Regions from separate parts of the Mus musculus genome. Here regions 1 and 2 are each linked to region 3. Evidence: chromatin contacts called from public promoter capture Hi-C data. All regions are on one chromosome and are shown on one strand. The core of a region is the stretch at or near the end of the contact, and the rest is flanking DNA. Distances in the headings are between cores, read along the strand shown.

Region 1 (2,981 bases), core at 242-2,741, 1.4 Mb before region 3:
TAGTGAAATGAACCTGGAGCCATGGGAACAAGCTAGTCTCTCTCTCTCTCTCTCTTATAACTCCATGCCTTTGCATGTGCTGTTATCTCTGCCTAGTGCATCCTTCATCCTTTGCCAGGACTCCTGCTCAGGAGGACCAGCCACTCTTTCCCTCTCTCCCTTGATTGTTATTTGTCCCTGCACCAACTCTTACGAGTCTCTGTATTTGCCCCCCACATAGCCACGCTCCCTGAGAATATGAGTTTGGGCTTGTTCAGCTCTGTATCCTCTGAGGCAATCAAGGGACTTGTGGACAGGGGTATGATGCTGCTTCTGAGAGCGATGTCTGAGCCCTTCCCTCCAGGCACAATTCACTGGGTACTGCAGAGTCCTCTGTGCCCAGAAGGAAATGCATGGGAAGCATGTACAGACAGTCTCTTCACCAAGTCGAGGGTCTTGTTGGTTCTAAAGGAGAGTCTGTGGGTGGTAAAGACTCAGAATCCCGGTCCTGGGGAAGGTTCTCAAGGAGGCCGAATAGCATGGTGCAGAGCTCAGGACAGGAGGCGCGTGAACCCTGGTGCTGCTCACATGAATGAGAGGTTACTACCGGGGAGCAGTCTGAGCAGAGAGAACAGCTGTACCTCTTTCTTTCTACACAAGTGCTCACGAGCATCCAGGTACCTGAGTCCTTCCACATCTCACAGTGGGAACTGCTCTGGCACAAGGAAGGTCTCCAGATTGCTTTCTCTGCCACATCTGTCTTTGGAACTCAAGTTTGAACCCAGACTAAGGTTATTTTCTTTAGCTGCTTCACTTCTTGTGAATGAAAACTTTGATGAAATAAATCTTGATTTTTTTTTCCTCTTTGGGAACAAATATTTGTGAGAAAGGGGGAAGGGAAAAGAAAGGAAGAGAGAAAGTGGGAGTTTGAGAGACCCACTCACTCCCTCACCCTAGATATATTGGGCTGTTGAGCAGGTAGAGCAGCACAATGCCATTATTAAGATCATTCACATAAACGGGCTCATTTTCATATATAATAAACCTTCTTTTGCACAGAGAATCAGACCAAAGCTTTGTTCAGCTATAGAACTTGTATCCTACTCTTCACAGAGCGACAGAATATATTAAACCATGCCAGTTCTGTAACAGACACTCTTGTTGAAGCCAGGCACTTGGGTCCATGATAGTTCAGAAGGAATTGTTGATCTTATTTTGCCAGACACATGCAAATCACTTTCAGAGACGTTCCTCTGCCCACAGGCATGTGGCAGAGTTGGTCAGCATTATGTGGCTTTCTGCCACGTGACCGATCAGGGAATCATTTGTACCCACCACTTACCTGGAACCAGGGAAATGGAGACATCCCAGAGTAGCACAGAGGAGACACGACTTTGCCAGTGCCCTCCAAACCTGAGCCCCTATCTTCATATTTTCTGTGTAGCGGGAGATCCAGTGTGATTCGAGGATGGTTGAAATAGCCTGCTCGCTCTTGCTGCTCTCAGTTCTGTTGACATAGAGCAAACAGGTCAGCAAAGCAAACAGGCGCTTGTACCTGGAACCTCAGCTTTGCACAGCACGAATGTACTCACTTGTGATACCGCACACCTAGGACAGTGAGAACTGTGATTCCATGGAAGCAGCCTTACCTGAGTACTTCGGAAAGCCACATACCAATCCCCCCCTCTCCCCCAAATGCTCAGGGTTAGAGGGTTAATACAGGTAAAGTAGTGAGTGCAGGCACATGCTGGCTACACAGACTCATGTTCTGTTCTCAGTACAGGGGCTGCAAGGCCTGAAGACAGATGGGACTGTGGTGTCTAAGTCCTAGGTTTGTAGGAACTCTGAGAGGGTTCCAGAGCCCAGCTACCTGCCGTTGGGTTCTTTCTATATGCTTTCCCTAATTCTTTCTATGTAATTCTCAGCTGTGTAACCAGAACACATACTACCCTCTCTACAAAACAGATGACAACAGTGCCTGTCTCCCAGGGTTGTGCTGCAGGGGTCAGTGGAGGGGAGAGGGGGGATAGGAGATATATTCAAAATACACATGAACATGTCACAATGAAAGCCATTATTATCATGATTAGTATATGTTAATAAAACATAAAAACATCAGTAAATTTAACTCTTCAGAACACGTTGAACACTGCCAGCCAGGTACCGTGTATGCTCTGTATACAGCTGACATTCTCTGTTTCCTCTTGACCAAGTGTCTCAGAGCTGGAAGAATTAGGTGAGATACTAAATGTGCCAATGTCATGCAAGGAGATGTTGTAAAAACTGTAATTTTAAGAAAACATCCAAATATGTATTGGGGCATTGACACAACTTCTATGGTGTCTTATTTATGGGGCAATTAGGAAGTAACGTTTAGCAGGCATTGGTTCAGGCCAATCCAACATTTGTCTCTAATATTTGCTGGAGACTGTTGAGAGCCACAGGTAATATACCTAAGTAGCTAGCAGACTCATCACCTACCACTTTCCTCGCTTTCCAGGTTATAGAAACCCCGATTACTTCTCTAGGGCTGAGCACAGCCAAGGCAGGTATCATTTACCACCGTCACCCCACTATTTGTGCCTAGGCTAGGCATCCCCATCTATAGCTTTCTGTTGCTCAGGATGGCTCTGAGGTAACCTGCTATGCCTCCCCGTTCAGTCAACTTAAAGACCAGGTAGAAGTACTCTAGAAATAACATAATCTACTCAGCTACTTTCCTTAAAACATCTACAAATGCTTCTTATAGACCTGGGAGATGGCTTAGTATGTAATAACACACGTGCAAACAGGAAGACTAAGCTCAGACCTTCAGTACCCATGTTTAAAAGAAACCCCAAAACAAAACCCCACTCAGTCTGGTCACAAGCACCTGTAGTGAGCACAATCTTCAGGACTAGGGGACCCAGTCTTGAAGGACTACAATAGAGAATGATAGGGGAGAGTACCCAATATCCTCCTCTGACCTCTGCATACATATGTTGTACACACAGGACATTCGA
Region 2 (3,280 bases), core at 204-2,703, 1.5 Mb before region 3:
CCTGCTGGAGAAGACAGTGCTGGGGGAGGTCTGTTCCCCATGAAGGAATCTATGGAAATGGTTGGGGACCCTGAGTTCCAGTCTCAGGGGACTCTGCATGTCTGAGATAGGAACTTTGTCATACATTGGATGTCAGGAGTTAGGAGAAAGGTGAGGTCCAGATACACTACCTTGAGCAGTTCAAGGGTGTCCAGATGTAACATCCCCATCCCTATATCTGCAGTCACAGCACAGAAAAGACCAACTTAGTTTCTTGTGGGAGAAGAAGACAAGAAAGTTTTCAAATGATGTATACGCAGGGGAAAACTGAGGCGAAGACGACCTAGGAATCAAAACTGGAGAGAAGTGGGAAGCAGAGAGACAGTCTTAGGACCCCTCCAGCTTTCAGAACAGGCGCTCACATCTGCCTACACCTCTGAGGAGAGGAAGGGAGCTGCTGCTTGATGGCTTTCTGAGGTTTCCACACACGAATCAGAATCTCAGGCGCCCAAGCTGGTCAGTGTGTCTCCCCATTGAGATCAGTAATGATGCAACCGGCTAATCCCACTAAGGCAAAGCTGCACCGCTCCAGGCATAGCCAGGCAGCTGTACACCCTTGAGCTAGTTAGCTCAGCACTGATCTGAGCTCTCACTTCATCCGTGGCAATATGGACTTAGTAATTTTCACGTGGCAGACTTCTTGATTGAAGATTAAATACAAAGAGACATACGAAGCACCTATCGCATAGAGTAGTATTTAACGACTCTTGGCTATTTACTCATCTATTTTCTGTCCATCTCTAGTTACTTGATTTACTTTATGTCTGCGGGAGTGGGGGATTATATCCAGGTATGGCATCTTCAGTGCAGATGTGTTGGCTATGATTGGCATTATAATTCCAGAGAGAGTTTCTGAAGATGTATATTTAAGACATCTGGTCCCCTTGAGACATAAATAGGCTGAATCTTAATGATACTCAGTGTTTGTATTGAAAGTAGAAAGTCCAGTGAGTCACATGCATTTCCAGGCTCCAGATGTTTGGAGAGCCATGGCAAAACCTTTATGTAACTGTCAGCATGCCTGTACCTTCCTGGATGCTTGCATCTGAACTTCTGTACCAAATGAGCCTTATGCCTTGCTACTCTCTTCAACAACAGACTCATTTGACTGTAGAAGCTCCAGGAGCCACTACAAGACACCAGGATGCCTGCAACAGCACCTGCATCTCTCTGAAAACAAAACTCTTCACTGAACTGATTTTAGTTAAACATCACCTTTCCTTAGCCATGTGGATAATTTTTTAAAAGGGCTAAAGGGCTTGGGGCCATTTTGAAGGCGTTTGGCTAATCAATACCTTGGTTACTAGTTAATCACATTGAATGGGAACTGGGGGACTTTTGACCATTTTAAACATCCGGTAGACAATTTGGGTCCCAGCCTGGATATATCTATGGCTTCTAAGGTAGGCTCTTCTCGTCTTTTACATAGACACTAGTTGGTGACTTCTGGATGAGATGTTTGTGGTTGCTTTCTTTGGCTTGTCTTTGGTGGCATGGCACCCTGGGGTAACTGCACAAGAGAAGGTGAACCAGTAAGTGGGCTTTGGATCCTTACAAAACTGAGGTCTTCTGCTGGGGAATCTAAGACATGGTGATGTTGGCAGTGGGCTGTGGTGGCATGGAAGAGAATCTCTTTTCATATTGTTACTAATCCAGCGGAGGAGTGGAGCAGAGGAGAAGCCAGTTAGTAATAACGAGATCAGCCAGCTATCAATTTCCACTCAGCAGTGGGGTAACGCAGACCACAGTGTTTAATCTCTCTGATTTCCCAGTTTTCCTGCCTGTAGATGGAGCCTCATAGCACCTCTTCTATAACAGAAGATGCAGATGTAATACAATCCTGGATTTCAAATGTCCTCTGTATATAGTAGGCATTTAATAAGTCGAATTTTTCTCAAGCAATGTGAGACAGTTAAGAGAAAATGGTAAAAAAGAAATCCCACTTACACTGGTTGGGGGGATATATTTAGGTAATATATGTAAATATTTTTGTGGGTAAGAGCAAGACATTGTAGAGAGACGTGGCCACATCATTCTAAACCTTTGTTTTGAGGAGACAGCAGAGGCAACATTCTCCTGTGTCTTGCATTTTTGGCTCTTCTATTTTCCTGAGATTTCCAACCTGCCTTCAGATATTTATATTTCATTGTTGAATATTTTATTGTACTTAAGCAGAACCTTTATCTAACCTTTGGGACTTTATTTTAAGCATTCTCTGCCTTTCAAACATTGGAGGCTTAAAATAAAGTTATTTTAGTCAAATTCTTATTCGTTGATTTAATTTTGAATCATTAGTGCTCAAATCAGTGGTTCTCAACCTGTGGGTCCTGACCCCTTTGTAAGGGTTAAATGACCCTTTCACAGGGGATGCATATTAGATATCCTGCATGTCAGAGATTAACCTTATGATTTATAACTGTAGCAAAATTACAATTACGAAGTAGAAACAATTTTTTTTTCAGTGGGGGTCACCACAATGTAAGGAACTGTCTTAAAGGGGCACAGCGCTAGGAAGGTTGAGAACCACTGGATTAAATACCACAGTAAGAGAGAGTCCCTTTAAGTAACAGTTCAGAAGGGGAGACGTGTTTTATAAGCAGATAATCTGTAGCTTGTATTTAAAACAAATACAGTTTTAGAACATCATAAAATCCATCGCTAATAATAATTAGAAGACCCAGGCAAGAGGTCGGTGGTGAAGAAAATCTCAGCTGAGATACTCTCAATTATAAAAGCTTATCATCGTAATCCTTTCTGAAAACGAACAGGGTCTTGATGTTTGATGAACTTATCAAACAAGACAGTTCAGTGAAGAGGCAAATTTCGCGTTAAGGCAGAGAGATCCAAGTCAGTGCTTTACAAAGTGCTGAGGGAGAAACCATGGCGCTCACTGCCAGTGCGTCTGACATCGGTTTTCAAAATAGAAAGTTACAGGACAAAAATCATTCTCCTGGGTTCAAATCCCTGTGCTGGCACTCGCTATGAATAGTTATTTGATCTTGAGCAAATTACATAAGTGTTCCAGGCTGCATCTTACACACTTGTGAAACAGGAGGAAAATAAGATCAGGAATTAAGTGCCTGCAAGTCCCTAGAACAATGGAACAAGGCCCCACTTAAAGCACTCACCAAGAGCTGCCCCCAGGCATGGATGGCATGGGGTGGCTAGGACCATTGTTAGGGTTGGATTTTCCATTTGTTTGGATGGTTGACAGCAATCAGAAAGAAGAAATGTACAACGT
Region 3 (3,460 bases), core at 786-3,285:
GGATTACATATCCTGAGTCACAGTCCACTGATGGGAGTCAAGGCAAGACATCAAACTGGTCAGGAACCTGGAGGTAGGAACTGATGCAGAGGCCAGGAAGGGGTGCTGATTACAGACTTGTTCCTTATGGCTTGTTCAGCTTGCTTTTCTATCCAACCCAAGACCACCAGCCCAGTGATGACACCATCTACAATGGGCTGAGCCCTACTCTATCAGTGGCTAAGAAAATGTCCTACAAGCTTGCCTGCAGCCCAATCTCATGAAGCCATTTTCTCAATTGAGGTTCCTTCCTCCCAGATGGCTCTAGCCTGTGTCGAATTGATATAAAGCAAGCCAGCACAAGCTGAAATGAAGTAGAATTCTGCCCTCTTTTCCTTGAAATTCCATGTGGGAGCAAAGGCAGGGAAAACACCTAACAATATAACAAGGGAGGGGGGCATAAGAATTCAATTGCCTGGATTCCTGTTCAAGCCTGAACTCTGTCTTTTGTGCGCTGTGTGAAAGTTACCTCTGTGAGCAAATCTCTTTCCTCTCAGCTCTGAGCTAACAGCATCACTGGGCCATTGTGGAAAGTGAAGAGGAAATGTGTGACATCATTTGGTAAAGTACCAAGTACAAAGCAAACGTCATAGATGTGAGCATGTTAGGCAGGCTCTATGAGGAAGTGACACCGACTTGCATGATGGCAAGGCTGCACCAAGGGCAGAGAGGATACGCTGCTCAGAGCTCTGGGAGGCAGCCCTCTTTTTCAGGTATGTGGCAGTGCCCAAACACCCAGTTCCTTTACATCTCTGAACGTGGGGACAGGAGGGGACCTTAGAGAAACAGAGATCCAACCTCTTACTTCACTAAGGCAGAAGAGATTGATTTAGGCACACCCACAACCCTTGCCAAAGCTCGTGGAAGGAACAGCAAAAAGTATAAAGCCACGCATTTGTGTGGCGTCTGAGCTGAAGTGATTGACAGGGCTGCTGTCCACCAGCCAAGAACCTTTGTCAGATAAAAATGAAGCCTTTTCTGGGGAGGGACAGTCTGATATTTCCCACTCTGGTGGGCTGCTGGAAACTCTGTATGAATTCAGATGAGCCCACTGCCTGCTGTGTGTGAGCACAGTCCTGGGCATGTAGCTCAGCATGCAGGCCCCCAGCCAGACTGCACCCCTCTCAGGCGGCTACTCTGCATGGCTCTACAGAGTGGCCCTCCCCAGGGCAGGTGCTGTACTATAAAGGCAGTAGTCAACAGGACTTTGTGCCCACTTCTAAAGAAACGGTATCTTTGGGGAGTGATGACATCCACTGCAAAGGAAAGCCCTGTAAGAGATCCCTGGGAAACTTTCTGTGGGAAACAGAGGACGCTAAACCAAGCTTCACAGTCAGAACTATGCAAAAATATGGGTGAAGAATCAAGAATTCTTAGCGTTTTAGGTACGTTTGGCAAACAACAGGAGTAGGGATAGAGATTGCTTTACTTAGGTTTTATATCGCTGTGATAAACATCATGACCAAAACTAACTCGGGGGAGAAAGGACTTCCTTCATCCTGTAAGTCTACCATCCAGGAAAGTCAGAGCAGAAACTCAAGGCAGGAACTGGAGCAAAAGCCATGGCAGAACACTGCTTAGTGGCTTGCACTCTTGCTTTCTTATAAGCTCGCTGGACCACCAGCCCAGGGGTAGCACTGCTCACTGCAACGATCAATCAAGAAACTGGTTCGCATGCAGGTTGGAATGGCAGGGTCATTTTCTCAATTCAAGGTAACAGTGATGGTCCACTTGATAGGTTATACTCTAGACCAGAGGCAAGCCCGTCAGTGTGCCTCTGAGAGATTACCTAGACTAGAAAAGCCTCTAGGTCTATCTGTGAGAGCTATCTAAATAAAGTTAATGACCAGGGACTATTCACTCTAAATATAAACACTGCAATTGTGTGGGGCAGGTTTTAGGATGGAATCAGGGGAGAGATGAGCAGCTGCATCCATCTCTCTTTACTTCCTGTGGATGCACTACGACCAGCTGCCTCAGGCTCCTGTCACGAGGCCTTTCATGCCATGATAGACTGTAACTTCCACATACAAACTAAAGTAAACTCTCCATTGCCTAAGTTGCTAAAGTAAACTCTCCATTGCCTAAGTTGCTAAAGTAAACTCTCCATTGCCTAAGTTGCTAAAGTAAACTCTCCATTGCCTAAGTTGCTAAAGTAAACTCTCCATTGCCTAAGTTGCTAAAGTAAACTCTCCATTGCCTAAGTTATCCACCATTTTTATTACAAGAGTGAGAAAGTAACTAATTCATTAAAAAGGGGGGGGTTACCAAGAGATGGGGCTACTGCTGTAATAAACCCAGCCCTGCAGTTCTAAGGCCTTTGCAACTTGTTGTAGGAGTGTGTTAGAGTTTAGAACTTTAAACTAGAAAAATCTCACAAATGCTTACCTAAAGCAGAGCTTAATGGGCAACCATAGGGGGAAGGGGTATGGAAAAATAGAAGGCCAGCAGAGTGTAGACACAGAGGCTCAGCTCATGGATTTCAGAAGGGAGCAAGGACTCTACTGGGAACTGGACTAGAGGGCATACTGGGTCGTACTCAAGCAAATATTCTGGCTGCATTCTGCTCCTGTCCTGAGAACCTGAGCACAGATTGATCGTAAACCTACTGTATTTGTCAGAGGAAATGTCAAGGCAAGACATTATTCAGGCTGGGTCATGGCTATAGCTCACCACTCTTATCAAGGTCTAAATGAGAGGCAGCAGTATTTGTTAAAATACAGTCTGGTGAGGAATAGAGAATGAACACTGCAGGACAAAATTGAAAGTTGCCAAGAAGGAAGGTGCTGAAAAAGAGGCCACAGTTATTAAAGCCTGGGACAATATTTTTTTAAAAGGTGTCTATCCACTGAAGGCTCCGACTTGTGAAAGTGTACATTCATTTGGAAGGAGAGAGCCTGAACTGAGAACACTATTGAAAGGGTTTCCTGCTCCTGGAAAGCAACAGCCCTGTGAAGCTTCCCCAGGGTTAGCACACACAGAGGCTGTTGTAAATGTAGCCCAAGGTAAATGTGGTACCACACTCTCAAACTGGCAAAAGAACTTGGCAGCATTGGCCACAGGGTACTGGTTTGACAGGCATCAATGTTGCAGTATGGTGTGTGTGTGGCAGGGGTCAGGGTGGGGGGTGAGGGGGGATGTAGTGTCATGGAGCCTTGTGTCACATTTCCAGAGAGCTGATAAAGCCAGGCAATGTATGACAGGGTTGGGTTTCTTCAAGGGAAGCCTCACGAGGATACAGAATGAAGCTATGAAAATGAAGCCAAAGTTGCAATAAAGACCTCCAACTGCTAGGGCTGTAAAGCCCATGGGACATCAGCTGGATGGAGCTACAGGCGTGGAGAGGAACCAGTCCAAGAGGGAAGGAGCTCTGTGTGCTGTGGGTGGCAGAGGTCGGGAGGCAAGGCTTCCTAATCCTTTT

The links. Promoter capture Hi-C pulls out the DNA fragments that hold promoters and counts their contacts.
Region 1: a contact with region 3 is called in a promoter capture Hi-C map of liver, with 4 times the contacts expected there. The contact joins the promoter of C8b here to the enhancer-like site in region 3. A contact is called at or near these places in 6 of 39 promoter capture datasets (the C10 cell line, cranial neural crest, embryonic stem cells and 3 more).
Region 2: a contact with region 3 is called in a promoter capture Hi-C map of liver, with 5 times the contacts expected there. The contact joins the promoter of C8a here to the enhancer-like site in region 3. A contact is called at or near these places in 7 of 39 promoter capture datasets (3T3-L1-derived adipocytes, the C10 cell line, embryonic stem cells and 4 more).

The regions. Positions count from the first base shown.
Region 1 is chr4:104,764,827-104,767,807 of GRCm38.p6, reverse strand. C8b (complement component 8, beta polypeptide) reads right to left here and starts at 1,491. Exons shown (of 12, transcript NM_133882.2): 1 at 1,322-1,491. The coding sequence starts at 1,410.
Region 2 is chr4:104,874,571-104,877,850 of GRCm38.p6, reverse strand. C8a (complement component 8, alpha polypeptide) reads left to right here and starts at 1,453. Exons shown (of 11, transcript NM_146148.2): 1 at 1,453-1,571. The coding sequence starts at 1,495. It also overlaps a transcript of Fyb2 not described here.
Region 3 is chr4:103,385,171-103,388,630 of GRCm38.p6, reverse strand. The region is part of intron 1 of Gm12718 (predicted gene 12718); the gene reads right to left. Among named protein-coding and RNA genes, the nearest start is that of Gm12718, 4.4 kb to the right of the region's middle. Within about 2 kb of position 2,035, at least 9 of the 459 cell types and tissues checked have an H3K27ac peak or open chromatin away from gene starts, as enhancers often do. A contact at or near this core is called in 3T3-L1-derived adipocytes and liver, where this site is marked.